6 separate regions of the Mus musculus genome follow, and regions 1, 2, 3, 5 and 6 are each linked to region 4. A link is a contact called in public Hi-C, HiChIP or PLAC-seq and promoter capture Hi-C data. All regions are on one chromosome and are shown on one strand. Each heading gives the region's core, a stretch centred on a gene start, on an enhancer-like site or on the middle of the called end of the contact. The rest is flanking DNA. Distances are from core to core; before and after follow the strand shown.

Evidence for each region. Promoter capture Hi-C pulls out the DNA fragments that hold promoters and counts their contacts. A called contact is a pair of places that touch in the nucleus more often than the background predicts. HiChIP or PLAC-seq counts read pairs in DNA pulled down with a chosen protein or histone mark.
Region 1: a Hi-C map of cortical neurons shows a contact between it and region 4, with 2.6 times the contacts expected there. The contact joins the enhancer-like site here to the promoter of Lsamp in region 4. A contact is called at or near these places in 22 of 484 Hi-C or Micro-C datasets (the AML12 cell line, Sertoli cells, cerebellum and 13 more), 6 of 115 datasets of contacts at active chromatin or transcription factors (astrocytes, embryonic forebrain, embryonic hindbrain and 3 more) and 1 of 9 other capture datasets (adipose tissue).
Region 2: a promoter capture Hi-C map of hippocampal neurons shows a contact between it and region 4, with 5 times the contacts expected there. The contact joins the enhancer-like site here to the promoter of Lsamp in region 4. A contact is called at or near these places in 1 of 39 promoter capture datasets (hippocampal neurons), 4 of 484 Hi-C or Micro-C datasets (cerebral cortex, cortical neurons and forebrain) and 4 of 115 datasets of contacts at active chromatin or transcription factors (astrocytes, embryonic forebrain, forebrain and 1 more).
Region 3: a contact with region 4 is called in a promoter capture Hi-C map of hippocampal neurons, with 4 times the contacts expected there. The contact joins the enhancer-like site here to the promoter of Lsamp in region 4. A contact is called at or near these places in 1 of 39 promoter capture datasets (hippocampal neurons), 6 of 484 Hi-C or Micro-C datasets (cerebellar granule neurons, cerebellum, cerebral cortex and 1 more) and 5 of 115 datasets of contacts at active chromatin or transcription factors (SST interneurons, astrocytes, embryonic forebrain and 2 more).
Region 5: a contact with region 4 is called in an H3K4me3 HiChIP or PLAC-seq map of embryonic basal ganglia, with 3 times the contacts expected there. The contact joins the enhancer-like site here to the promoter of Lsamp in region 4. A contact is called at or near these places in 6 of 115 datasets of contacts at active chromatin or transcription factors (astrocytes, embryonic basal ganglia, embryonic forebrain and 3 more).
Region 6: a contact with region 4 is called in a Hi-C map of cerebellum, with 1.8 times the contacts expected there. The contact joins the enhancer-like site here to the promoter of Lsamp in region 4. A contact is called at or near these places in 2 of 484 Hi-C or Micro-C datasets (cerebellum and cortical neurons) and 4 of 115 datasets of contacts at active chromatin or transcription factors (embryonic basal ganglia, embryonic forebrain, forebrain and 1 more).

Annotation. Positions count from the first base shown.
Region 1 is chr16:41,256,318-41,261,114 of GRCm38.p6, reverse strand. It overlaps a transcript of Lsamp not described here. Among named protein-coding and RNA genes, the nearest start is that of Lsamp, 270 kb to the left of the region's middle. Within about 2 kb of position 2,569, at least 6 of the 459 cell types and tissues checked have an H3K27ac peak or open chromatin away from gene starts, as enhancers often do.
Region 2 is chr16:41,993,968-41,998,770 of GRCm38.p6, reverse strand. All of the region lies in intron 3 of Lsamp (limbic system-associated membrane protein), which reads right to left. It overlaps Gm52229 (splicing regulatory glutamine/lysine-rich protein 1-like), which reads right to left. Exons shown (of 1, transcript XM_030249356.1): 1 at 1-4,803. Among named protein-coding and RNA genes, the nearest start is that of Gm52229, 32 kb to the right of the region's middle. Within about 2 kb of position 1,505, at least 11 of the 459 cell types and tissues checked have an H3K27ac peak or open chromatin away from gene starts, as enhancers often do. A contact at or near this core is called in cortical neurons and hippocampal neurons, where this site is marked.
Region 3 is chr16:42,014,518-42,019,021 of GRCm38.p6, reverse strand. All of the region lies in intron 3 of Lsamp (limbic system-associated membrane protein), which reads right to left. Gm52229 (splicing regulatory glutamine/lysine-rich protein 1-like) reads right to left here. Exons shown (of 1, transcript XM_030249356.1): 1 at 1-4,504. Among named protein-coding and RNA genes, the nearest start is that of Gm52229, 52 kb to the right of the region's middle. Within about 2 kb of position 1,866, at least 12 of the 459 cell types and tissues checked have an H3K27ac peak or open chromatin away from gene starts, as enhancers often do. A contact at or near this core is called in cerebellar granule neurons, cerebellum, cerebral cortex and 1 more, where this site is marked.
Region 4 is chr16:41,531,029-41,535,380 of GRCm38.p6, reverse strand. Lsamp (limbic system-associated membrane protein) reads right to left here and starts at 2,555. Exons shown (of 7, transcript NM_001347236.1): 1 at 1,850-2,555. The coding sequence starts at 2,004.
Region 5 is chr16:41,901,314-41,906,087 of GRCm38.p6, reverse strand. All of the region lies in intron 2 of Lsamp (limbic system-associated membrane protein), which reads right to left. Among named protein-coding and RNA genes, the nearest start is that of Gm46551, 53 kb to the right of the region's middle. Within about 2 kb of position 2,172, at least 17 of the 459 cell types and tissues checked have an H3K27ac peak or open chromatin away from gene starts, as enhancers often do. A contact at or near this core is called in embryonic basal ganglia and forebrain, where this site is marked.
Region 6 is chr16:41,870,608-41,874,780 of GRCm38.p6, reverse strand. All of the region lies in intron 1 of Lsamp (limbic system-associated membrane protein), which reads right to left. Among named protein-coding and RNA genes, the nearest start is that of Gm46551, 22 kb to the right of the region's middle. Within about 2 kb of position 2,715, at least 6 of the 459 cell types and tissues checked have an H3K27ac peak or open chromatin away from gene starts, as enhancers often do. A contact at or near this core is called in cerebellum, where this site is marked.

The DNA.
Region 1 (4,797 bases), core at 1,320-3,819, 270 kb after region 4:
AGGGGGGAGAATAGAAGGTCTTGATGACTATTAGAAAGAATAAAGAGGAGAGAAAGCACCCCCCCTAATGGTATCACATCCCATTCAGATCATCAGAGTCAATCTTGTTGATTTTAAAATAGAAACTGCCTGTGCTCATCTTCTGAGTGCATAAATCAAAGTTTAGAAGTTGTCCCACCTCCCTAAGGGACTGTCCAGCAGGAGGGAAGCATATTCTGGATGTGAGAACTTTTCATTTTCCATTGCACTCTGTCAGAGGTCCGGTATCTAGAAGTGCTCTGGCACGAGTCAGAACCGGTTTCAGAGCCAATGCTCTTTCTACACAGTTGTACACTGCCACGCTTATTTTGGATGTTAGTTCTTCTCTCTATGCACTGATGATTTTACTCCCATGACAATTTCCATGGGGTTAACATCTTACTCCCATTAAATGGTAATATATTGGGTGTATGTTGAGTGATAAATGCCTCTAACACAACTAGTCAGAGTTACCAGCATTATATTATCTTTTTATGCTCCACCAGCATTTTCTTCTAGTGAATATCACAGCTGCCTTCATTTTCTTGTCATTTTAGTGGTTTTAATGTGCCTGGCTCACCAGCACATGACATATCAATGTGTTTGCTTTCTATTTTGTAACAACAGAAACAAGAACTGCACCAGCCAACATTTTTGTTGACCTGAGCCAAAGGCTCTGGATTTCTTATTCTCACAGGTCACCTGCGTTAGAAGCAGGAGTTAAAGTATGAGGTTTCAACACATCTTACCTGAATTGCTTCAAAATATGGAGCTCAGGAAGTGCCCTGATACCCCAAGAAGCCCATCATCTTTTATCCGAAAGTTAAAGAGGTTTCTTAGTGTGTGAAGATAAAGGATGCTCTGAGAGAATATGAACCAGTGAGAAAAAGAAGACAAGAAATAATAGATGCCTTAGACCAGAAAGAAATAGAAATGGAAGAGAAGAAAATGGAGGGTAAAGAATGGAGAGAAAAATATAAAACAAGAGGAAATGGGATATTATAACACAGAAATAGCTTATGTAAGATTATGGCAAATATTTTCTAATTGGATTTAAAGTTTGCTACAAAAGAGAGAAGTTATACCTTGCACCATTATCAGGGCCAAGAACCTGTGCCTAGATGGGCTATAGGTCCAAGAGAGAACATTATAGGCATAGTATTAATCTCACTCCTAGTGACATCACTATCGGGACATAGGTTATTGCATCTCCTCACCATCATCCATGTAGATTCATTTTTCCAATTTTCTTTTATTGAAAATAGCCTTTTTTTCTTATCCAATATATTCTGATTATGGTTTTCCCTTTATCTACTTCTCCTAAATCCCTCCTATATCCCCCCTCCCATTGAATCCACACCCTTTATTTCTTTCCTTGGAAAACAAACAAGTGTCTAAACAGTCTATTTTACAGTAGATACTGAGTAGCACAGAAATACATCTCTGGTCAACATGGAGGTCAGCATAATAAAGGGTGTCACTAGTTCATGCTTCTTCCAGGGCTTAGGCACCACCTTGGCAGAAGAACAGAAAGACTGCAAGGGCTAGGTAAAAGGCTTACATAAGCACAGTGCAGACCAACTTCCATAATAAAGAGAAGAGGTAAGCATAAAGTCCTACTCCTAATTGACTACAATGAGATGACAGCTATGGGAAAGGGAAGATCAGATTTTCTTAAGGTGTGAACCCTGATGGGTTGCTCATGCTCCAGGGGGTCATTCATACCCAAGAGTATTTGGGCAGCACAGTACTCCATTGGGGTGAAATAATGATAGGAAGTTGGATAGGTAAAGACACAAGGACTGATCTTGAAGGAATTGGGGGTGAATGTGAGAGAGATACATTCTATGAAATTCTTTAGAATACAATAAATATATCACTTGAATGGAGAACCAATAAAAATGAACCTATAGATAAAGAGAAACTAAAAATATGCTGTCGAGAGTAGTGAGCACACGTCCCTATCTAATTATCAGAGAACTTGTTTGATGTTACCTAAAAATTAAAAATTGCTTCGATGCGACCTTCAGATATTTCTTTGATATGTCAAATTTTTGCAGAATGAAGATGTAACTATGGAAGCACGCATGCGGGCTAGTTCCTTTCATCCCCTACTCTGATCTCCCTGCCCCCACCCCATCTTCAGAAGTCTGATGATATAAGAAAAGGGGAGGAGGAACCCGAGTGATGGTTAGCGGGTTCCATTTGTTACTGTATTAGTGGGGCCGGGAGGTGCGGCAGCACTGTCTGTGGAATAAAACACTCCAATAATATCCAGGACAACAATGGCCGTGCCTGGCCTTTGAAAATAACAGAGAATCAGATGCTCCACAGGGCTGTAATACAGTGAATCAGAGGAAATATCTAATACTCCACGGGACAGTAATGCAGTGGATCAAAGGTGATATCTAATACTCCACAGGATTGTAATACCTATAATTTAAGTGACGGGCAACTAATTCCATGCATCCCTCCTTGCATGTAAGCAGAGAAAGCAACACAAGAGCAGTTATTTCTCTATGCACCACACTTCTCAGATTTTCAAACCTCCCTTCAAAGGCATCTTCAATCATGAGATGGAGGCTCCCTCTACTGGTCGAATGTTTTCTTGCAGCAGGTGTGAGTTCTAACCCAATTTGGGTTGCCAATGCCTTGTGACTAATGTTTGACTATGGCTAATGAAATAAGTGCAAGGGATAATATCTGATTAATATACAGTCACACATTCAGCGTGTCACACACATATGCATACAGTCAAGCTGACGCTGTGTCATAGGCAAAACCCACATAAACAACCAAGCACACACAGCCATTCACATCCTGCTATTCACACACTTGCAGGGATCTGCTAAGAATGACAGGGGCTTTGGCTCAGCAGTTTACAGTTTTTGCTGTTCTTTCTGAGGTCCCAGGTTTGACTCCTAGGATTTAAATGGAAGTTCACAACTATCTGTAATTCCAGTCCCAGGGAATCTGACATCCTCTCTTGTCCCCTGCAAGTTACAGCGTGCACATGATACATAAACATACATCCAGGCACAACATCTGTATACATTAAAAAATAAGAGCTGTGACATCTATCATCTATTTTTTATGTGCCTACTGCTGATGTGAAGGAGCTTTTGCATCAGGTAAAATAAAAGTTCAGGCTATATTTTCATGTCGCCCCGACTCACATTTACAACATACTTCTCCAGTTACTGAAGTAAAAGAATGATTTTCCAATGTGTACTACTTTAAAGTTAACTTCTCAGAATTTTTGGATTCTTGATTTTAGATGGAACGAGAAGATTTTCTAGACTCGTCGAAATGAACATACAAAATATCTGTGAATGACACATAATTATTTCTGGCACAATAGAAATTCTCTAGGTAGTGAATAAATGATCAATTTTGTCTTTGTCTCTGACCTTCTTTAGTGAACAGGTCACCATTGACATTCAGCTAGAAATGTGAGACGTTCAATATTTAAAGCAGGAAAACTTGAATATCTTAATTAAAGCATCCTCCCCAAATTAATAAGTATGTGTACAGCATGTTTTGTAACCAAGCACTGGATTGCAAGATAGGCTAAACACTGACTATGAAGACATTGTTGGTTGAACTTTTCCACCCCTGCAGGACATCTGGAGAACAGCAAGTGCTCCTCTTCCTCTGTCCCTATGCTTTGGCACTCCTATTTCTAATGATTGCTGTCTTAGTCAGGGTTTCTATTCCTGCACAAACATCATGACCAAGAAGCAAGTTGGGGAGGAAAGGGTTTATCCGGCTTACACTTCCATACTGCTGTTCATCACCAAGGAAGTCAGGACTGGAACTCAAGCAGGTCAGGAAGCAGGAGCTGATGCAGAGGACATGGAGGGATGTTCTTTACTGGCTTGCCTCACCTGGCTTGCTCAGCCTGCTCTCTTATAGAACTCAAGACTACCAGCCCAGAGATGGTCCCACCCACAAGGGGCCTTTCCCCCTTGATCACTAATTGAGAAAATGCCTTAGAGTTGGATCTCATGGAGGCATTTCCTCAACTGAAGCTCCTTTCTCTGTGATAACCCCAGCTGTGTCAAGTTGACACAAAACTAGCCAGTACAATTGCCCAGTAAGCACAGGCTCGATTACCGTTCATGCCTCATTCATCACTCATTCATTTCTGAGAAGATGCATCTGCTTTGGTCTGGACAGCTGTGACCAAGCCCATGCTCCTTTCCCCAGCTTTTCTCCCTATAGTCCTGTGAATGCACTTTGGTGGCACTTCTTTGTTATTAGTTGTATTTTTACAGTGTTGAGAACTCCTCCACAAGAGAGATGAAGCAAATATTGTGTTATGCAATTGTCGTGTCAATGTTTCTATTTTATCTTCTTCTCAAAATCTAGTCTCTCGTACAATACATTCTAAATAAAGCTTTCCCTCCCTCCCTCCACTCCTCAAAGTCCCCCTTACTAACCCCTTCTCCCAGATCCACTATGCCTGCATTTCCCTTCAGAAATGTGCACACCTCTCAAGGATACCAATTGAAGAAAGCACAAGATACAACAAGACTAGGTAAAAACCCTTATATCCAGGGTAATCCCATAGAAGAAAAAGCATCCCAAGGGCAGGTAAAGGAGTCAGACACATGCTCACTCCCACTATTAGGAGTCCCACAAAAATCCCAAACAAAACAAACAATGTATCGAATTTTGAAGGATCATAATGACCATAATCTATGACAACAAGAATCTACACCAACACAGAGAGAAATAGAATTCTGCAATTGATTTGGTCAAACAAGGAGATTATAA
Region 2 (4,803 bases), core at 256-2,755, 460 kb before region 4:
TTGACAATATTAACAATTATAGTATTTTACTCAATATTGTCCCATGATCTCTTCCTTTACCATGACAGGCTCCACTCTCCAAATACTGATCTCTAAGAGACTCTAACCAATGCCACAAACAAACAAACAAACAACAAACAAACAAAACCATATCTGCACATTCAAATTTTAGCAAATGTTTCTCCCCTAGTTCCTTTTCCAATGTTTACCTACGTAAATTATCTTATTCTTTCTAAGCATGAAGTCACAAGAAGATTTGAGCATATATATATAAAATCTCAATTTCTGTGTGGCTAGGTATGCACCAGTGTTGATGATGGAGGCTTTGGCAATGAGAAAGTATGAGTTACAGGTCCATCGAGGACATACTGTAATCACTTCTGCTGTGGGAAAACAATTTTTCATAAGAAAAGAAAGATAACGCGGAGAATCAATGACTCAATATTTTATTCTTGAAGGAAGGAAAGACAAAATATAAAGAATGAAATATTTACCGACAGGAAGTTAGGAAGTAAATACAGAAAATACAGATGGCATGACTCCAGTCCAAGAGCTCTTTGATAAGGTCTCACTGGTCTAGATGCTGAGCTCTTTGTCATCTGGATTTCTGTTATTAGCCCACATTGGCTTGACATGGCATCTCATGTGACAGAGATTATTTATTTCTCCTTGTCCCCTCTTTCTCTCCCTCATAGTCAGAGCCAGGGTCGGGTTTTGTTGTTGTTTTGTTTGTTTGTTTAACTTTTAACTGCTTACTCACTTTCTGTTTTTCTGCTTGCCACTGACTATGCTGGCTTTAGCATCCCCACTTTGTCTCTCCCCTCCCTCTTTCTTCCTCCTCCCCCTGCCCCCATGGGCACACCATTATCTCTTAACCAATCATTGTCCACAGAAACTTAAAAAAATAAAAAGAAAGAAAAAGCCCATTCCTAAGGCAAAAGTCTGAATAGCTTGCTAAAGAGGTCAGCTGGAATTTTCTATAAAAGTGATGCCATGGAAATTCAACATTTCTATATTCTACTCCTTCCTTGATGCCTCTGCCAATTTAAAAATGCCATTTAAAAAAAAAAAGCACAAATTAAAGGCTGCTTTTTTTTTCCCAGACACCAAAAGGAAAATGTAGTGGCTCACTACAGAAAAATCTCAACATCCATGTGGCATTTAGCAGCATCAATGAAGCAATGGATGACTAATATATGAAGTGCATTCTGATTGGGGGTTCCCTTTTCTTCAGTAATAAGGCAAGTGCAGTCAATAACTAGTACACTGAGCATTGCCCAGAAAGAATGTTTTCCATGAAGAAAAATTAATACTGTACATCCGCAGCAAAATACACAGGGAGAAAGACAAACCCATGGAAAGGCAGAATATGGCAAGGCCAGCCAATTATTAACTTGTGAATGGTTCTTCAAATTGGGGTTTTCAGAGATAAGTACTGGATAGGCAATGATGTGTAATTCTGGATGTGTGCACAGGCAAAGGCAGAACCTGCTGCATGTCTGCATAAGGCCATGATGTTAAGTGCAGGCAGTGGGAAGCTACGGATGGTGTTGAAATGGAAGTGACATATGGCAAGGCTGTGTTATAGAACAATCACTTGACAGCAGAGTAGCAACAGACTGGAGGAATGTCAGACAGGAGGTAGGTAGGAAGCTCAGCTTGGAGACTCTTGCAAGAAGCTAGACAAGGCAGAAGAGATAGAAAGCCTTGAGGGGAAGTCATACAGTCCAAGGGATATTTACAGCAAAAGCTTAGAGACAGTTGGGGTAGAGGCAGCAAGTGGGAAGAGTCTCAGATGGAGAGGGACAATTCTGGCTTGCTGGAAAGAGGGTGTCTGCCTTTTAATAACAAAGAAAATCCATAATTAGAAGGGGGTATGAATGAGAAATAATTGTTAAGCTTTTGGCATATTGAATGTGAATTTATTTGGAGAATTATAAGTGGAGATTTCTTTTTGTCTTTCCTTCTTTCCTTCTTTCCTTCTTTCCTTCCTTCCTTCCTTCCTTCCTTCCTTCCTTCCTTCCTTCCTTCCTTCCTTCCTCCCTCCCTCCCTCCCTTCTTTCCTTCCTTCCTTCCTTTCTTCCTTCCTTTATTCTTGTAACTTTGGTGTCAAACCCAGGATAAAGTTATAAGCCTGATACTTGTTTAAATGAGACCATGAAGAATAGGTACAATATGAAAGATCCTTTACTTTTGTGCATCTTACAACAGCTAAGCATTTATTAAGGATCCTCATGAGATACAAGATTAGGGAGACATGTGGGCACAGCTGAAAGGAAAACAGAGCCTTGTCCAAGTGCTCGTGTGTTCACTTACACATGGAATAGATGACTAAATGCTTCCTGCTAAGATTATATGATTTCTGCTAAGACTTTAGTAAACTATGGGGACTGGATATGGCAGCTATGGTAATGGAAAGCCATTTTTTAGTGTAGTTCCCCTAAGTCATGGTGGAGGGGGCAGGATGCATGGTGGCATGATTTAGAAAGTGATGCATGCGTTGATGTGTGTAGAGTGAATGTGTGAGGCTTCTGCTCAGACTTAGGGGAAGGAGGCAATCTCAGTAACATGAGCAGCATGAAAGAAGACAGAGACAGAAGAGTACACCCAAAGAAAACATGGTGTGAGCTTTGAGCACACATGGGAAGCATTGAGAACAGGCTAATGTAGACTGGGCTTAGAGCGCACTTTATTCTCTAAGCAGCACTGAGGGAATAAACTCTATGACAAAGTTACACCGGCCAGAGAGTTTTCAGTCACAAATGATCCTGGTCACTAGGAGGAATGATTGGTTACAGAGATCCCGAAACTATGAAATGTGTAGTGAAATTTAGGGTTTCACCTGACAGCTTCTGATGAGTATCCCACGAAAGAAAAAATCAGCAGCAGGAACAGAATGTTGATGTAATAGCACTGTCCAAGATGGTACTGGTTTAGTAGTCACATTGGTGAGCTACAGAAAGGTGTGTAGCTATTTAGAAATTTGGTGCTTTGAACGGTATAAAAGTCAGCTGCTTCTTGATTTCAAGTGGTAAGAAATTGGGTTTTTAAAAGACTAAGGGTGACAAAGAATCAATAAAACCTGTTCATTAATTAAAGAGCTCAGAGGGAAGATCGTGTTATTGGTAGGGGCACGCATAGCAAGAATTAAGCTAGTTGGAAAGGCGATGTCGGGTTTAAGAAGCAAAGGATGTAAAACAAGCTTGAAAACAATTCCCCAGAGGAACATTGAGCAGAGTAAATGGTACCCGTCACTGATTGCAAGCCAATGTATCAGTCTACTGGGAAGCTGAGGGAAACACATCTCCCAATTTTGTCGCCTGACCCTAAAACCAAGAATGTTTGAGAGGAAAATATAAACTTTTAGTTTTATCTAGTTGAGAAATTTTATAAAATTTTTTAATGCTTTTGAGGATTTTTGTACATGGATACTAAATTTGACATATTACCTATCTTTCTTCTAGCTCCTCCCATGCTTCCCTCAAATTCCTAATCTTCTCATTAATTATTATTGTTAACACACACACACACACACACACACACACACACACACACACACTGTCTATGTGAGTATATGTCAGATGTGTGAAGGTGTCCAGTAGAGGCCAGAAAGGGCATTCAAATCCTTGGACTTAGAATTACAGGCAGTTATGAGCTTCCCAAATATAGGTTCTGGGAACCAAACTTGGGTCTTCTGGAAAAATCAGAAACTTCCTGCTCACCTGACCCATCTCTTTAGTCCCTTGATCTCTCTCTCTCTTTCTCTCTCTCTCTCTCTCTCTCTCTCTCTCTCTCTCTCTCTCTCTCTCTGTGTGTGTGTGTGTGTGTGTGTGTGTGCGCGCGCGCACGTTCGCACATTTAAAACTCTGGACATCATAACATGAGAAAACAATGAAACACAGAAGGGTAGTGTCTAAGAGGAGGATATTTCCATGTTCCCACCTCAGATACAATGAAGGAATGAGAGGTGAGTGAGAAGCCTTATTCTCCAGAAGGAAGACTAAAAAGAACTCAGAGGAAAAAATTGAGCAAGAGCATAAAACCAATGTCAGACACCAATCATATCTTACTATTAGATGAAAGGGGGATCATTCATAGTGATCGATGCAATCTTGGAATTGCTTTGGACCACAGACCAATATGTACCTTCTTTGGGCCAGTAAAATAGTCTACTTAATAACCCTACATATATTCTAAAAAACTACTGTTAGGTGTGCACAAAGTAAGACACAGACAACTCTTTTTTTTTCTTCTTCTTTATTTATTGAATGGGGTGGTGTCATTACAAATGGCCTGGGCTGTTTACTTAGGGGTGATTATGGAATCCGAAGTGCACCCAGTTATTTTGTTTCTTCCTTTTGGAAGAAAGTGATGGCATTCCATTAGGAAAAACTACGTGATTCTCTGGAGGCCGGATGGATGACTACAGCAGAGATAGTGTTTTGTTTTTCCAGTATATCAGTTCCTGTTCTTCCTGAGCAGAAACAAGAACTCATTTCGGGGCTTCTTCTGCCATGAGATCAGCCCATAAGAATGAGTTCTGTCTAATTTATTGTGAGTATACACAGAGCTTTTCTTCCAGCTGAAGTAATTATAATACTGCCATCTCTGACCTTTCCTTCTTTCTTAACTCAGTGTGTTTTCAGACCTTGAAGCTCCAAGGCAGAGAAGAGTAATACTTTTAAGACTTTAACATTATGGTAGGTCTGTTTTCATCCTGGCTAGCAATAACTGCTTACCATTGTATTAAAGGGATGTTTATGGGATTTCTCAAGGACTATAACTCAGGATGAGCTAGCTCAG
Region 3 (4,504 bases), core at 617-3,116, 480 kb before region 4:
GTAAGAGGCTTACAATCAGACCAGAGGAAAGACTGGGCAAGAGGCTGGGGTGACTGAGATCAGTGATTGGAGTCCCTTCTGTGTATTCTGAATCAACTGTGTTCTTGGGTTGAGGATCTTCATCCTTTCAACTCTAATTTCCCTACAGCCTCCTTGAGAGAGCAGCCATCCTACTATTGTGCTGCTTCTCAGGGCTTTCTAGACATAAAGCCCACCATTTTTGTTTGCTTTGAAATAGGGTCTCCTATGTAGTTCTGACTTGACTAGTCTGGAACTTGCCATGTATATTAGGCTGGCCTCAAACTTGTAGAAAACCATTTACCTTTGCCTCCATCCCCCATCTTCAAAGCCTTCTTGTTCTTGGAAGTTCCACTTTAAATACAATCTCAACAGCCAGTTATCTTAAAGTCCTTGTGCTATCTTTGAAATTTGGTTTGTAGAAAGGAAGACTATTCTGTGATTTTTTTTTCTGTAAGATATTTGTCCTATCTTTGTTTGTTTGGTTTTGTTGTATTTTATTTTATTATTCTCTAAAAACCGGGTTGTTTTCTAACAAGAGGCAGACAAAGGGAAGGATTTTGGAGGAGTTGAAGTAAGGGGAGGCAAAATTAGAATATATTGCATGAAAAAAAAAACCCTATTGTCTGTAAAAACAGAAAAAAAAAACAAAAACAAAAAGAAATCTTTAAAATGACAGCAAAAACAGATATGATGATTATTTTTGCAAAATAGCTTTCAAAAATAATACAGTCTCCATTTGTACCTACATCATTTTCTTATGTTACATCATTGTCTACTAACTTTATGTTACCTGTGTTTTGCCCATCACTTTAGCTTTCTTAGGAATGGAGTAACAGAAGAGGGAAGGTGTTCTGATCCCTGAATGGGAGAGGATAGGACCAAATTGTCAGAAAATGTAGCAATAACCAATCTGGTCCTATTATAGTTTTGAAGTGAATGTATTTTTATTTTATAGACATGCACATATTTAAGCTTATATTTTATTTATTATTTATTAATATTCAATTTTTTAAGTAAATTTAAATTTATGGAGAATTTGAGGACAGCTACATATGTTCTTGGGTTGCCAAGTTCTTTGCCTGGTAATTTTATAATAATATAAAACTGATATAATGAAGATCAATGAGGGTAACAATTATTTGTAAGTAGCATGGTGTGATGTTAATCTTAACAAACTTAAATACAGGTTCAACCTTATAGCTATGTTGCCAATGACTACTTTCAGGGGTCATTTCTTAATGGCAACTTAGGACAGTGTCCCCCCCCCCCCCCCGCAATGGCACACATTTAAAAGTTTCAGAGGCATTTGTGCAATTTCACCCTGAATCTGTTACTGTCCATGGTTCTTCTCCCTTTGCTCAGACATTGTAAACCTTGGGGGAAACATGAAGAGGAGATGGAGGGCAAGCTGGGGATGCTATGACTTCCTTGAAGGTCAGCCAGCAAGCCAAGGGGTGGGATGGAATTAGAACTCACACCCCTCAATTTTCCAGGCTGTTGCTTAGCCCACTGAACCCCACTGCCTCTGACTTGGTGTATTAATAGAGGCTGGGGAACACAGATTGCTTGAACATATGGCAGAGAGGATGGGAAGATAATATTCTGCGGCAGACTCGCTTCTGCAGACGGGTGACTGCGAAGGCTGTTTTTCTGCACAGGGTTCAGCAACTGAAGCGTTAAACGCATTTTCTTATTTTTGTCTCTAAATGATACAGCTTTTCCCCTTGAGTGAGATCAATTTCTGGACATTCTTCTTGTCAGGGGAAGCTGGTGGAAGTGAGGCCAAGGGTGCAGGCCTCCCCATAGTCTGTGGAGAGGAATAAATAAGGCCCACGCACAACACCCTGCAGAGTACCTGGAGGGGTGCCTAATGACTGGCCAGTTCCACTTCCCTCACACACAACACCTGTGGTCGGAACAAGGGCTCAGAAATTGGCTCCTGATCTAGACTCTCTGTGGCTCCTTAATGGTAATGTAGAATATGGTACACATTTAATATGCCCTAGTTATTTCTTTCATTGCTATCACTAGATGCCACTAAGAATCAAGTCCAAGGGCTTCACACAATGCTCTGTGGAGGGGAAAATGTGAGTTTTACTCTTAGATTCTTTCTTGTAAGGAAGACAGCATATAGGGCTCATAATGAGGAAAAGAAAATCAGACCACACGAGACAGTGGTCAATGTACTCAGGGCCCAGGGGCTGGCAGTACAAAGACTTTAGGTATGATGTAAGGATAGGGCTTTCCAACCGATAGGTGATGATGCTCAGAGTCCCTTTTTAATGTTGTATATTTGATGTTATAATGGACTTTATATGAAGATATGTTTGGAAAATAGGGAGGTTTGTAAATTGATGATGGCTGATTGATACAACAAAATGATGACGTTCAGAACATGAATGTTAGCTATGCACAAAACAGAGCATCTCACTCACCCAGGGACAAAATGCCTGATGGGCCTGAGTTTATACATCTAGAATTGTGTCTACCTCACAGACTTGTGATGAGGCCTAACTGACTAATGCAAGGCAGTGCTGTTCGTTCACACTGCTAGACTGTAGGCACTCACTGAATGGAAATATTGCTTTAAAGCTGTCAGTACAAGTACTGGGTACTATTATTATATCTATCATAAAAATTGTATTAGGATTCCAATGGTAAAACCTCTATAGAAGAAGAGAGATCACACAATGTTCTGGTGGCAAAGGAGTGGGGAGGCAGGTCAGGTGGTCTTTCAGGGTATGGGTCACGCTGACTGGCTGAAAAATGGCCCAGACATAATTTTATTATGAGATACACTGAATCCCTGTATTTTGGAATATGCTATTTCAAGACTAATGAAGTAAAGATGGAAGTCAGAGGAGACCCTCCTCCAAGGTAACTGCTACCCTCCCATGCGGGAATGTGGACTCTGAGGTCTACAGAAGGAAACACAAGTAAAGATGCCTGGAAAAGAAAGCCATTTGCAAGCAGGTGGGAAAGGACCCAAGAAAAATTAGCATCCAAATCAGGTGAGATGTTCTTTAACGCCCATCTCCCCTAAGTATTTTGAGTTTCTCTGTGTAGCCCTGGTTCTCCTGGATCTCACTCTGTAGACCAGGCTGACCTTGAACTCAGAGACACCCTTGCCTATGCTTCCAGAGTTCTGGGATTAAAGGCCTGTGCCATCACCATGACTACCACCATCACCTACCTAAATTTCCTCTTCTTTAAGCAGCCCAGACTGTGGTACTACGCTACCACAGTGCTAGTAAACCCTGGAGAATTCACAAGTTAGCATAACAGCTTTTATTTACCCACTGGAGCCAAAGGATGCCATTGCCTACCCACTGGAGCCAGAACCTGGCATTGCCTGGAGATTGGAGTCACACTTCTCCCTCTACAAGCAATGCTTTGGCGTTTGCTGAGATCTCTCAGGCAGGCCCCCAAAATCGGTGCTTTTATTTTCTCAGCTGACATATTGCAGGAAGCAATTCCTGAGTGCTGTCCCTGTTCCCCTCCTCTTGGAGGGGATGTAATGGCATCTCCAGCATGTTGCTGGTATTGCCATTGAGCTGATCCTGCAGACTCTTATATTCTGCACCCCCTCCCCCAGGGAAAAAATAATTAGAAGCTTATCAATCAGCTTTCTATGATATAAACTATTACCTGCCAAAATACTATCCTGAGCATTCTGGAACCAAAGGTGAAGGAAAAGCAAACACAAAGGACATGAACAGACAGCTTTTTCTGTTTTTAATCAATTGCACCCCAAATGAAGCAGCGATCAAAGAAAGGTCCTCCGTTAGCTGTCAGGTCAGTGACTTTGATCAGCTGATGTCAATTACCAGAGCTGGGTAATATCTCCCCAGCTGTGGCCCTCCTACCGGCAAAACTGGACTGCTCCGTGCAAGCCACATTAAACCTGTCTGCCATCCATCCCTGGCTCTCCTTTGCGGCAGCAGCTTAACAAGACAAGGGAGGGAGCATCACCAAGAGGCAAATACTATTTTCCAGGAGGCCAGGATGCTGAGAGGTGAGCAGGGTAGAGAAAAGCAAGATATAGGCCATTAAGCAACAGGGCTTTCTCATAAGACCGTTTCATATTATCATTTCTATGCAGATGTGTTTTTCAGCCTTCTAAAGTGAGGAGAGGCAGCCGAAAATAACGGGCAGATCACAGCCAGTTGGCTATCCTCCTCCAGATTGGAGGCCACGACCCATTCTCATTTTTTTCAGCTTTTGTAAAGGTGAGCTTGAAGCTTCCTTTAAGAAATCATGAAAACACCACCACCACCACCACCCCACCACCACCACCAACACCACCACCAACACCAACAACAACAACAACACAGTATTTTTTTCACTTTTCGAGACTCAGAAAAAAATCCGGCTTGAAACAAATTCAGTTTTTGTCACCCTTCAGGTAGCTAACTAAGCCCAACCCCCCACCTTCCTGCTGCTGATGGGGTGGAGCCTCAGCCCCTAGAAAAAGGACCAGAAG
Region 4 (4,352 bases), core at 1,306-3,805:
TAGGATCCTGTGCTGCTCATTTACAAAGACATCAGGAACTCTTCAAAAATTTAAATCAAAAAGTTTTATACATTCAGAGTAGACCCATTTCTCACCTTTAATCTTGCAATCTTGGGAAACAAGTCACTTCTAGGGCAAGCATAAACGTAGAGCTCTGCTGCTAGTAAAGGGTTAAGGATGTTAGGGAATACGAATGTCAGCAGCTGAGAAGGCATGCTTGTGTGTTTGCAAAAATATTTTCTGCATTATGTCCAAATCCCTTTGCAAACAGATAAATTACTCTATAAATCTTATTACCCCGTGTGGATAAATCACAAATGCAGGTTTACAAAGCTAGGGAGCTACAAGGGGAAGTCCGCTCTGGTTAGGAGGGTATTTGGGATTCATAATCACTCAAAGCCCAGGAAATGAAGAAAGAAGTACTCACACACACTATCATGTGCTCACTCTTTTGCCCTCTGGAACAACACATGTACCTGTACATAAAACACACACACACACACACACACACACACACACACACCCCTAAAACATGCCATATCACACCACACACGATTTCATCTCTAACAAGGCTAAAGGGATCCCAAAGCAGGACATTCTGTGACAGCCAACCAAATTTATTTCTGAGAAAAGAAAAGAAAACTTTGCTGCTGTAGGCAGCTCTGCCACAGAACTGCTCCCTGATGCCCCGGGGTTTATGCACTATCAGCTCCTTGCACACAGATTAGAGGTTGATTTTCTATGGCATACTGTTTTTTATTGCCCCAGCCAGCAATATTACCTAGATAGACAGACCAACACTGGGTCATTATATTTGGAAGAAATGGGATTTTAAAAGATCTCCTAGGAAAATACTTTCTCCTTTTCTCCTCTTTTTCTATTATTATCTGCCTGAGAGTCGAATAAAGCTGGGAAGGGAGAGAGGAGAAGGGAAATAGAGGAAAGAAGCTTTGAGCTTTAAGGAAATGTAGTAATGACAAGGTATCATCCAAGTCTCTCTACCTTAGGAGGGTCAAACTCTCAAGGACTTGGGAAGCTTTTCCAAATTTCCATCCCAAATTATATTGCGGAGCTTGGCAGAGCTGCATAAGCATAAGACTTTGAACTCAATGATCAATTTGTAGTATCTAATGTAATATCAGGTTAATGCCTTCTCCTCCTCTGTTTAAGTTTTCTATTCTTAACGGCCTGCCATTAGGCTGGATCCTTTCCTTCCGTTCTCTCATTCTCGTGTTGATTTCTGTCCACATTCCCAAAAAGCCTCAGTAATCATCCAAAGTTGTAAGATTGATTTATTGCCTATGATGTCAATTCAGAGATCTTTACAGAAAGTCTTCTATCAGAACTACTGCTAGGGCAGACTGAGCCTTGCTGAGCAACACACACACACACACACACACACACACACACACACACACACACACGAACAAGAGAATGCAGCCTTGCGTACCACGTTTTGAAAGCCATAACTCAACAACTCTTGTGTCTGAATAGAAGAATCTCAACAAAAGTCTAAGTGCCAAGCGTGAGCAATTACCACAGCATGAATACAGCCCAATGCCACTAATGCCATAGATAAAGTTCGGCTTTCTTGACTAGAGAAAACAACATTCAAAGAACGGAACAACATTCCAAAAGCACCCTTGGCTCTTGACAGGGACCAGACTCCCTTAAATTTTGTTCCTGGCTAAATCTTCAAGTCGATACAAGGGACACACACACACACACACACACACACACACGCCCACTAACCCAGGGCAGCTGGAGTTCACTATTACACACACACACACACACACACACACACACACACACACACACACACACCAGAAAAGTTGCTCGCAAGCCCTACCTGAGGATGGCCGTGTCCCCCTGTCTCACGGTGATGTTGTCCGTGCCTCGGTTAAAATCCACGCTGCGAACGGGCAGTCCTGTGGGAAGAAGGCAGAGCAGTCTCAGTAGGACCAGCGGCAACTGTTTCCGATCGGGCTGAACTCTCCCGACCATGGTGGCCTCGGCGAGTTGGTCCGCGGTGGACTCGCGTGTGCGCGCTGCTGGCCACGGAGAGGGGCTCTAGCGCGCGGGGCTCGCAGCCACTGCCAAGGCTGCTCGGGCGGGTCCAGCGCGCACTCCCTTCCACTTTGCCTTGCTCTTTCCCTCGCTTAGTCTCTTTTCCCTCTGGGATTTAACAAAGCCCTCATCAAATCCAAGCAGGAGTCGGGGAGAAAGTGGAGGAACAAATTTTCCGAAGGAAGAGTGCAAATATAAAATGCTTTAATGATGAGGAGGCGACTGTCAATGGCAGGGGTGCTTCCTTAGACTCTCTGTAGCTGGCTGCTTCTCTGCCAGCGTCTGGGCTGAGCTGCTTCCCTCTGTAACCCACTTTCCCAGGCAGCAGGAGAGCCTGCCAGGGAGAGTAAAGAAACAGCCTCTTGCAGCAGCAGCAGCAGTAGCGGCAGCAACCCAGGAGCTCTCTCCCCCTCCTCTTTCTTGTTTCTCCCTCCAGTCCCTGTTCTCTCTCTACTCAGCACCTCCCCCCTACCCTGCTGGTTTTCAACAGCCCCACCACGTCATCCCCTCCTCCCACCCCTCAGCGTGGCCCCTTGCTTTGCACAACTGCCCTCTTCACCAGCAGCCAGCCTCAATGAAAGCCTGATGCGCCTTTGGGTTGTCAGGACAACAGCTCCATCTGAGGCCTGGCTGATTTCCTTAAGAAGAGGGGATGGGGCTCAGAGGTACTGTTAAGACAGGGAAGGGGAGGTGGACTTAAGCTGTAAAAGGACAGGAGAAAGGGTCCAGGAAAGGAGAGGGAAGGCATGGCAAGAAAGAAATGCAAACCTTGACAAATGGAGTTACATACACATGGATAGGAAGGCATACTGCAGAATGGACCAGAAAAATGAGAAAGGATGAAGAAACTAGCCAGGCTGAGTCTCAAACTGAAAGCCAAGGTTGGTTTCAAAGTCCTGGCAAATGGCTTTCCACACTCGCATGGTATTCACCCTTTCTCCTCTCCTGAAGTATTTAAAAGGTTTATTTTCTCTCCCCTCTTCATCCTCCTCCCCCGCCACCCCCTCCAAGCCCCTTATGAAAGATGGATTGGAGACAATGCTGGCATTGAGTGGCTCGGGGTGTGAATGCTTGTCTTGTCTTTCCCAAGTGCCAGCCAAAGCAGCTGAACCTTGATCCCCATATCAACCTCACTCTCCAGGAAACCCACAGGCAGACACCTGAGGGATGGGATTCGGGATTATCATTCACATGGTCCATTGCAGCTAGCTCGCCAGGTTTCTAATGCCACTGGCTTCTCAAGAAACCCAGCGATACAAGGAAGTAGATCTGAACATTTGTCATTTACAAGGAGATCTAAGTCTATAGATAGCACTATACTGAATGCAGATGCCAAACAGGTGTAAGGAATTAGCACTTGTCACTCCTACACAGCTACCCAACCTAGCCAGTGCTGTCTGTAAGGAGTAAACCCACCATAGTCACTCAAGGGAGAGTTTCAATGCCAGGCAGCTCCCTCAGCCCTGAGGCTGGAGACGGGATCAGCTGAAGACATCTCTTCTCTCCCGAATATCCTCCCTCTCTCAACACTCACAGAGTACAAGAGACAGTGTTATAAAGTCTACAAAACAAATTATAGTCAGCTTTACACAACTGACATTGCAAGACTCATTTCCCCAATCAAGAGACAGCAAATCCTTCCAGGTTCGAGGTTGTATGTGAAAGAGGCAGGGGGTAGGAACAGATATGTAGTTTCCAGGTTTGAGCAAGCAAATCACCCTCAGACCCCAAGAATAAGCAATTACCCTTGGTTTCCTTTTGACTTCTTGGTACCAGCAGAGCTTTGGAATTTCACCTGTTTCCTCTGTGATAGCAAGGAAATTTGACAAGGGCAGCTGTACCTTGTATCTTAGTAAATGTGATAAAACATCCTGGCCAAACACAGCATGGTGAGGACGGACAGCTTTGCTGGCTTACCCTTCTACATCACAGTCTACCATCAAAGAAGCCAGACAGGAACTCAAGGCAAGAATCTGGAGGCAGGAATAAAAGCCCCTTGTGGCTTGATCAGCCTGTTTTCTTAAACAACCCAGGACCATCTTGCCCAGGTGTTTCTCCTGCCAGTAGTATGGAACCTCCCGCCCCCAATAATTAAAACAGAAAATGCCCCATAGACTTGCCTACAGGACACATTTATGGAACCGTTTTCTCAGTTAAGACTCTCTCTTCCCCAGCATAGCTAAGATTGAGTGAAGCTGAGGAAGCCAACCAGGCCACATGGTTAGCTACAGACACGTGCAACCAAAAAAATCATAGCAAGAGGAATAAGCTGTGAAACCCCAACA
Region 5 (4,774 bases), core at 923-3,422, 370 kb before region 4:
GAATAATATTCAAAGGCATGTCACTAATTTTTCATACAACTCAGTAACAATGGCTTTTATTTGCTGTAAGTGTCTAGATAAAAGTTTGTAATGAACTGTACTGTGTAGGTCATTGAAACTGTACACTCATCCATTGGGTTCTGGCTGGATAAATGCAGTCTAGCCATGGCCATTACACACATCCAGTACACACTAGATTTGTAATAATCAAGCCATCTATCCATCCATTTCTAAAGTTTTTAAATTATTCCATAGAGACCATAGTATCTAACACCACATGTCTCACAGGTATTCAAAACACAAACCTGGAAAATATTTTGTCAAAACAGCATATCCAGATGGCTATTTCCCTGACAACTCAAATTAAATATACCCCAGGGAACTGCTTGCTACTCTTTATTTATAATCCTCTCTATCCGGGGAAGTAGGATGCTATCAACCAAGTAAACAAAAGATTATGGAATGAAGTTTTTCATTGAATTGCTATCGTGAGCTGGCCTAAATCACTTTTGTAAAAAGTGGGTGAGCTATTTAGTCTCTGTCTCCATTGTTTCCTCTATCAAACAGATGATAATATTCATCCTAAAGGTTTTATGCAAAGCTTTAACATAATGAACATATTCAATGTCTGGTACACATAAGAATGTCTTAGTCTGCTCAGTTTAAATTAATAGGGTAGACTGTAGTTTATAAAGAACAGAAACTCATGTCTGTCTTCCAGGTCCATGGGCTGGCATGTCTAAAACCACGGTTCTGGCACGTTTGGTATCTGTTGAGAACAGCTTTCCTGGCACACAACAGGAATTTTTCACTGTGTTGTTATGTGGTGGATGGAGGAACTTTTTGAATTTCCTTTATGATGGCTCTAATTCCATTCTTAAGGAACCTGTCTGACTACCTTCCAAGGAACACATCTCTACATACAGTTTATAGTAAGATTCTCCATAATGGGACTGTCAGACCATATTGGAAGTGCCACGGGGGGAGGGGGGGGAAGTCCTCTTTAAAACTCTTCACCATTCTTCAGACAGATAAGTTTAGCCTGCTGAAAAGCTGCCGCTATTCACTCGTTCAAATTCTGGTCTGATTAGCCTTTTAATGATAGCATTCTTTCATAAAATTGCTTCTGAAAACTTTCTGCTTTGGGGAAGTAGAGGAACAATTCAGCTTATTAAGAGCATATTTTGCTCTTTCAGAGGACCTGGTCAGGTGTCTATGACACACATGATGTTCCATAACCATTCATAGCTCCAGTTACAGCAGGTCTGATGCCTTTTTCTGAAGTCAGTAGGCACGGAGTATGGACTGAATGCTCATACATACATGCAATCAAATACTCATACACATAAAATAAATAAAGCTTTGAAAAGTAAGCAGCCCACTCCACAATATCCTTTTCACCTATCATCCCACCCATCATTTTCAAAGAGCTAACACTTTTAAGTCACTTTGTTATTTTTAGTCTCACAAGAAATGGTTTCCTAGATTCTCAATGACCTCAAAAGTCCTTATGTGACACACCTGCCGAATACAGCTCCTCCTAACCACCTGCCTCTCTCTGTTTTCCTGAGACTATTTCATCTCAACATATTCACTGTTTATCAATTTTCTAACCCTTCAAGACACACTTTTAAAATCAAGCCTCTTTATTTTCCTGTTCAATAATCACCCCACAATTGTTCTTTCAAAAATTTTGGAATCTTACCTGTCCCAGGATATTTGCGGTACTGCTCTTTACAATGGATTACTGTGGCTGAGAAGATTATATATCTGGTTTAGTAGAGTGGTTCTGACTTCTTTTGCTCAAATATCAGTGGTTCCCTTCAACGTGCCAACCAAAGACTTCTCATTTCTAGGCTTTCACATTGACAAACCCTCTCTCTTTAATGTCTCTCTATCATTTTGTGATGCCAAAATGCAGGCTCCTGTACCCTCCCAGAGAGAATACAATGTTTCTGCCTCAAATGCTAGGCCATGCCTACAGACATTTCAAAAACATTAAGGAAGTTGATGAAAATGGAGACAAAATGTGGCATTACTGGCTAACTTGCAAACCTTGGGAAAAAAAATCTACAATTTTCATTTTACCCAAATCAGTTCTACCATCCCATGCCCAGAGGCACCCAAGCAGCAAGCTTATACACACTGCTGTGAATGTAGCCCTCATACGGCAGCCGAGGTATATAAATATGCAAATCAGAGATGTATACAGAAACAGCCTTCCAATCGGGAACACCAGCTGTCACAGGCAGCAAAATCACTCCAAGGACTTGGCACTGGTGAATTGGCAAATACCCCCTAGTTATTGCTGCCCCATCAATCATGGGCCATTTGGCAGGGCAGCATTCTTGAACAGGCATAGTCTTCCTTTTAGCTCAGGGAAAGAACTTTCTCTAAGGCAATGAAATAAAGTGCTGTAAAATTTGATCCAAGTATCTGATATAGGGAGTTATTGATCATATCTAGATATAAAATTCTGTATCTTTCCATTATTTGAAAGAAATTACACCACTTCCAAATAAAACAAAAGCACCAGGCTAATGTTTTGTCTGTCTTCACTAAAGAGCTGTTGGGAAAGATTCTGCTGAGATATGGGAGACAAGCAATGTGCACAATGCAGTAGTTTGTTAATTTATTTTTTAAAGACTGTTGAAGTCCATCGATCCTTAAGTTATCATGCGTGGGTATGAAACAGAAATGGAATGGGGAAGAGGAGAAAGATAGGGTACCCCGATGTCTACTCTAACTCTAGTTTATCAGGAGAATGAATACGATTTTTGCTTCTCAACAGTCAACAAAGGAATGGTTTACAGGCATCAAGGCATTCTGAGAGAAGTAAATATGTCACTGATTTTAAATAGCAGTGTTATCCAGCAGAGAGCAAATCAATGGAAGTTGCATAGGTTTTCAGATGCTTCGGGATATTAAAGAACAGTCCCATTTCCCCCCTCCATAAACCATTCCATCCAGAAGAGTAATTTAAAATGAGCCATAAATCGTTATCAGCTCAGCAACCAATCAGCACTCAGTGAAGTTCTACCTCCCCTTCCCCCCTCCGCATCCTTTCCTCTTCCTTGACACAATCTGCTGTGTGTTCTTTTTTTTTTTTTTTTTTTTTTTTTTTTTGCTCACTCCTAGGTCTGCCCACTATAGCTCTTCTTACTGGCTATGTGATAGAAAATAATAAGTTTTCTATCAGATTTAATGTAGAACTCTAGCAGAGACCACTCAAATTGTCTTTAGAAATTTAAAAGTACTCAGTGAATATTAGCTTGATGGTGCTCATTACATTCTTGAAATGAGTTGATAATACTACTGTTTCAAAACAGAGTGAATGTGTATGGATAATTACAGACATGTGTTCCATGCATGCAATGGCAGAGGCTTAGAAGAATTACTATGCATAAAGACTGAGCTTTGCCACAACCATCTCTAAGGCATAGCTGGGGATCTGCCTGGTTTGTGAGCATAGATAATATCTCACAGAGTATCAATATTCATGCATTACCAAGTATTTTCTGATTCTTCAATTTCTTACTGACTGTGATTTCCCATGTGTGCTTAAGCGTGGGCATGCAAGCATGTGTGTGTCTGTGTGTTTGTGTATCTGTGTGTGCAGATGTATTTGCCTGTGTGTTCATGTGCGGGACAGAAGTCAGCTAGTCTTCTCCTCCTTTGTTTGTTTGTTCCTTCATTTGTTTTTTGAAGCAGGGTTTCTCTCTGTAGCCCTGGCTGTCTTGGTACTTGCTCTGTAGAACTACCTGACCTTGAACTCACAGAGATCTTTCTTGCCTCTGTTTTCTGAGGGCTGGTATTAAAGGTATGTTTATCTACCGCCAAGCCTGGTATTTTCTTTAACCTTTCTCCATCTTATTTTTTGAAGTAGAGTCTATCACTGAACCTGGAACTCAAAGCTTTAACGTTACTGGTTGGTGAGCAAGCCCTTGGAATCTGTGTGTCTCTGCCCCTCCCACTCCAGGGTTGGAGGTCACAGATGCTAATAACTGTGTGCAGCTGTTACCTGTTAGGGATATTAGGGAGCCACACTCAGGTATTCATGCTTATGCATGAAGCACTCTATTCACTGAGCTGTCTCTTCAGCTGACCTACTGGCATGCGTAGCATCTTGGAGTCTGCATCCCTGAAGAGAATTGATGATCCTTCCCACAATAGCCAGCAATATCTTTTAAAAGAGATAAATGTCCCTTTAGTATACTGAAGGACTTGGTTTGAGACAATAAGCTTAAGTGACCCATGGATGTAATGCCCCTTTACATGTCTAAAATGCCAATGAATCCTGTTTTTCCTTGTCTGTCTTATTTTATCTAAGATCATATTGTCTAGTAGTGTGTAGTTTGCTTTATGTGAACACTCTCATTCTTCTTTATGTAATATTTCATTTCTCATAAAGGCTATGATTCCATTAAGTGCTCACCAACTGATCAACATCTAGGCTCATTCCACATTCCAGTTGTGAGTTGTGCCGTAATAAACACGGACATGGTCTTCTTTCTTTGTCATGCTGACCTCATTTTTTTTTGCATATATACCCAGAAGGGAAATTGCTGTATCATATGGCAGTTCTATTTTTAGCATTTTGAAGGACCTCCATACTGTTCTCCATAATGGCTGCTCTAATTTACATCCCCACCAACAGCGTATGTAGAAGAGTTTCTTTTTCCTCCACATGGTCTCTCATTTGGGGAAGCTAAAATAAGTTAGCCTGAATGTAGATCATGACTGGAGGTTAGAGAGGGTGCTGAGGGAGGGAGAT
Region 6 (4,173 bases), core at 1,466-3,965, 340 kb before region 4:
CATAATAAGTTCCAAGCTAGACAGAGCTACATATTTGAGACCATGCTTAAAGGAAAGAAAGAAAGAAAGAAAGAAAGAAAGAAAGAAAGAAAGAAAGAAAGAAAGAAAGGAAGGAAGAAAGAAAGAGCCAAAGATAGAACCAAAGATTTGTGTCTTCAGAATATTATTGTATAAAACTCTAGTCAAAATTAGAGTACCTAATTTCTTACTTGTATTAGTTTAGTTACATTTATTCTGTCTTAAGACTAAGATATGGTAACCTAATAATTTATATATCATATATTTTTTAAAGATTTCATTTGTTTTAATTATGTGTGTGTGTGTGTGTGAATGTGTATGTATGCATATGAATTTGTGGATAACTACATATGCAAGCCAAGGGCACCAGATCTTCTGGAGGCAGAGTTACAGAAGTTGTGAGCTACTAAGTGTAGGTGCCAGGAGATGAACTTGAGTCCTATTTAAGAGAAGCAAGCACTCTTAACTCTGAGTCATCTCTCCAGCCTCTTACCATATATTTTTTGTAATATTTTTCTGTCTCACTCAATTTATTTTTTGCTCAGTTCTTTGTTTTCAGGACATGATCAGTATCAGAAAATTTTGTCTTATGAATTTCCCTCTCTATTTTCATGTATTATACTCCTTAATCTTTCGGCATATTCTCCTCCCTAGAAAACCATGTATCATGTAACAGGTTTCCTATTAAAATTAAATCTCTGAGACACAGTAAAGTCAGTAATTCTAATCTTGTTCTAATGTTTCCATGAAGGAGTGACCTGAGAGTGCAAAAATCCTGCAATTAGGACAGAAAGAAACTTAATACATAAAGGTACTTACTTTGTAAGCCAAGCCTGGCAACCTGAGTTTGTTCCACAGAACCTATGCACAGATGAAGTAGAGATGCACATCCATTCCAAGTTGTCCCCTGACCTCTACAAGTGCCCCATAGAGCAGGCATGTCCATACCCCCTTTATCTTAAACACACACACACACACACACACACACACACACACACACACACACACTCATATCGATGTATACAGAGTTGAAAACCCTGCAGGTATTCAATATAATAGTGTCTATCCATACCCCCTTTCTCTCTCTCTCTCTCTCTCTCTCTCTCTCTCTCTCTGTCTCTCTCTCTCTCTGTCTCTCTCTCTCTCTCACACACACACACACACACACACACACACACACACACAAACACATGCTCATATCCATGTATACAGAGTTGAAAACCCTGCAAACATTCAATAGAATAGTGTCTAAGAATCAAGGTAATTTCAAAACTATTATTTCCCATGGATCTACCTCTGTGTAATTCAAACCTTGGAAGCTTATTGAGGGTAAGAACATCAAACTTGAGAAATTTGCTCTAGGAAGCTAGAACCAGGGCACAGTCGGTTAGAGGATATATTTATTCATTAACCATGATTTCTCCTCAGGAGTCCCAGGTGATTTTTTTTCCTTGAGTTATACAGAACCATCAACACCCACCCCCAGTCAAATCGCTGGTCACAGAGTCTAGTCTCAAAGTTTCAAAATCTCTTAGCTGTTTTCACTTACTGATTTCTCCTAATTATCAGCTCTTAGCAACAAAAATGGTCAGAGGGACATAAAGCAAGATCAAAAGATACATATTCAATGCAAAACAGCTCAGGTTGGTAGCCCCAAGCAACAAATAGTGCAGAACTGTCTCTATTGTATAGGAAAGGATGTTACTGCAAGGCTAATGTTGTTAGATGAAAATCTGCTTAAGGCGATGCTTAAAAAAAAAAAAAAGAAGAAAGAAAAAAAAATATCAACCTCCAGCAAGCCAATAACAAAAGCATTACAGACATTCATTTTATGTTTTTCTCAGCCGCTCACAGTCTTTGTCCATGCAGAGAAAATCTAATATTATGCCAAGATGCTTAGAGGAGATTAACAACTTTTCATTAGATACTAACTTCTTCTATCATATTATTTTTTTCCCCTTAAACACCAATTTTTAAATAACACAAAGGAACTGATCAGGACAAAGATATTGTGTAGAAAATAGTGCTTATTCTAGTGTGACCCTCTCGCAAATCACCCATCGGTGACATTTCACTAAAATGGGGGTGTGGGGGTGTGGAATTAACTCTATTGCATTATTCTGAAGTCTGTAGAGCTACTATGTCTGTACCAAAATTTCTTTAAAAGTTCTTACAATAATACTATTCTCAGTCAAGGTAAGATGAAAAGGGAAGAAATATATATATATTTGTGCCATCCCTAGTGCATCCAGCATCCTTTTTCTCTAGCAATTTTCCCAAAATCTAAATCCAGCTATGGCAGGATCACAGCCTTCCCATTGAACTGCTGCCAGGGGTGTGCCAGGTATGCTCAGAGCCGAAGCCAACCTTCTGAGCAGGGCGGAAATGTGTTTGGCCACCGCAGCACATGGTAGCACAGAAGAGCCAGCTCTGTAAGAAAAACCTTTTGTGAGTTTGACTGGCATGTGAGTCAGCTGGTATGATGGAAGCATTTTGGAGGGCTTGTGAGAAGTGGTTTTTTTTTTTTTTTAAACCTCTGACATGGCAGTGGGCAATGGGTGGGGAGTTGGACCACAACTGATTATATGCAGTCCAGGATAGAAGAACAAAATATCGCCAGCCACCCCTTTGAGAAGGTTCCAGCCACAGTGCTGTGTGATGCGAAGGACTAACTGTTACAAAGACACTCCCCACCCCAGCCCCTGTGCAGTCTGTATGTGCACTGCCAGGCACTGTCACTGTCAATAGAAACAGTTTTGTAGTCAACTATAGAATGCTGGCTCCGAGCTGCTCTGCAGCCATGCAGGCACTGTCATTTAGAAGTGGGAGCACAGGTAGCTAACTACTTTTCTTTGATCGATAATAAGTTTTATTTCTACTGACAGATGCCTCGTAGCAGGTACTTCTTAATATGTATGGGTTTCTGGATTTTCCCTGACACTCAAAAATTAATTCTTCATTTTCATCAATGCATTTATAATGTTTCAAAAGTTTGTTTAGAATCACCTAATAAATACTAATTTCAAAATATTCCTATTCAACATCCTTAAACCCTCTGTAACATGGCAGCTTTTTATAATTTTTTTACCACTCTTTTTCTGGTTGTTTCTTCCTTCTTTCTGTTAACACTAAATTTTGATCACAGGTCAAGAAAACATTTAGTTCATTATATAACATACATTTGAACGCTGTTTCTTTTCTGTTTAATTAATCCTGCTAATTTACCAATTAATTCAGCTAATGACATCCGTTTCCTATTCACTACCCTCCTGATAAGAGTTTCCTAAGAAAAGAGCTACGCTGGTTAACTGTTTTAAAAGTGTTTCCAAAAGGGTTACAGCCGTCGCTCTAATGGACATTGGCACGAAATCAGGGGGACTCTAGTTGCCTACGCAAGCTGTGCCTCAGCTCCCCAGACTGAGTTTTCAGAAGCAGAGTTACAGAAATGCACACAAGTGTTCAGATAGCACAAGACAGAGCCTCCTCCAAGATGCCAGTGATGATTGCTCAGTGGGATTTACCTAGATGTAAGCCATGGGCTCTTCATGAGGACTGCCTTCTTTCAGGGATAAGACTTAACTGAATATGGAAGCAAGTTACATCCTAACCTACAATACTGAAAAATTATGGCAAGTAATCAGTATTTTTTAAACAAACAAAACAAAGCAACAAAACAAACAAATGTGCACTTTTGAATAGAGCAGTCAAGTTCAGCATGGGAATTTCTCTTAGATGTGTGCATCTTAGGGAAGAGACACAGCTGATCAGAACCAGCTACTCCTTCTGTCATAACATGCAGCTGTGCCTAACCTGATAGACACACACACACACACACACACACACACACACACACACACACACACATATATATATATATATATATATATATGATGGTGGCTATGATGAAAGATCAGATTTCAGTTGAGCTACACAGTCTGCACACAGGGTAAGTAGCTGTATACAGTGTCAGTGTACCTAGCCAGTTCATGCTCACTACCATTAGAGCAGAGAGGGATGTATAGAAGGACAATGGACTTCCTCATTACTATAATAAGAAAACTAGAAAGATACCTAGGAATCAGAATGACTCTATCTGAAGAAGCTGTTGGTTTAACAATGCAATGTCACAATCTGTATGCTTTAATAGATGGCCTT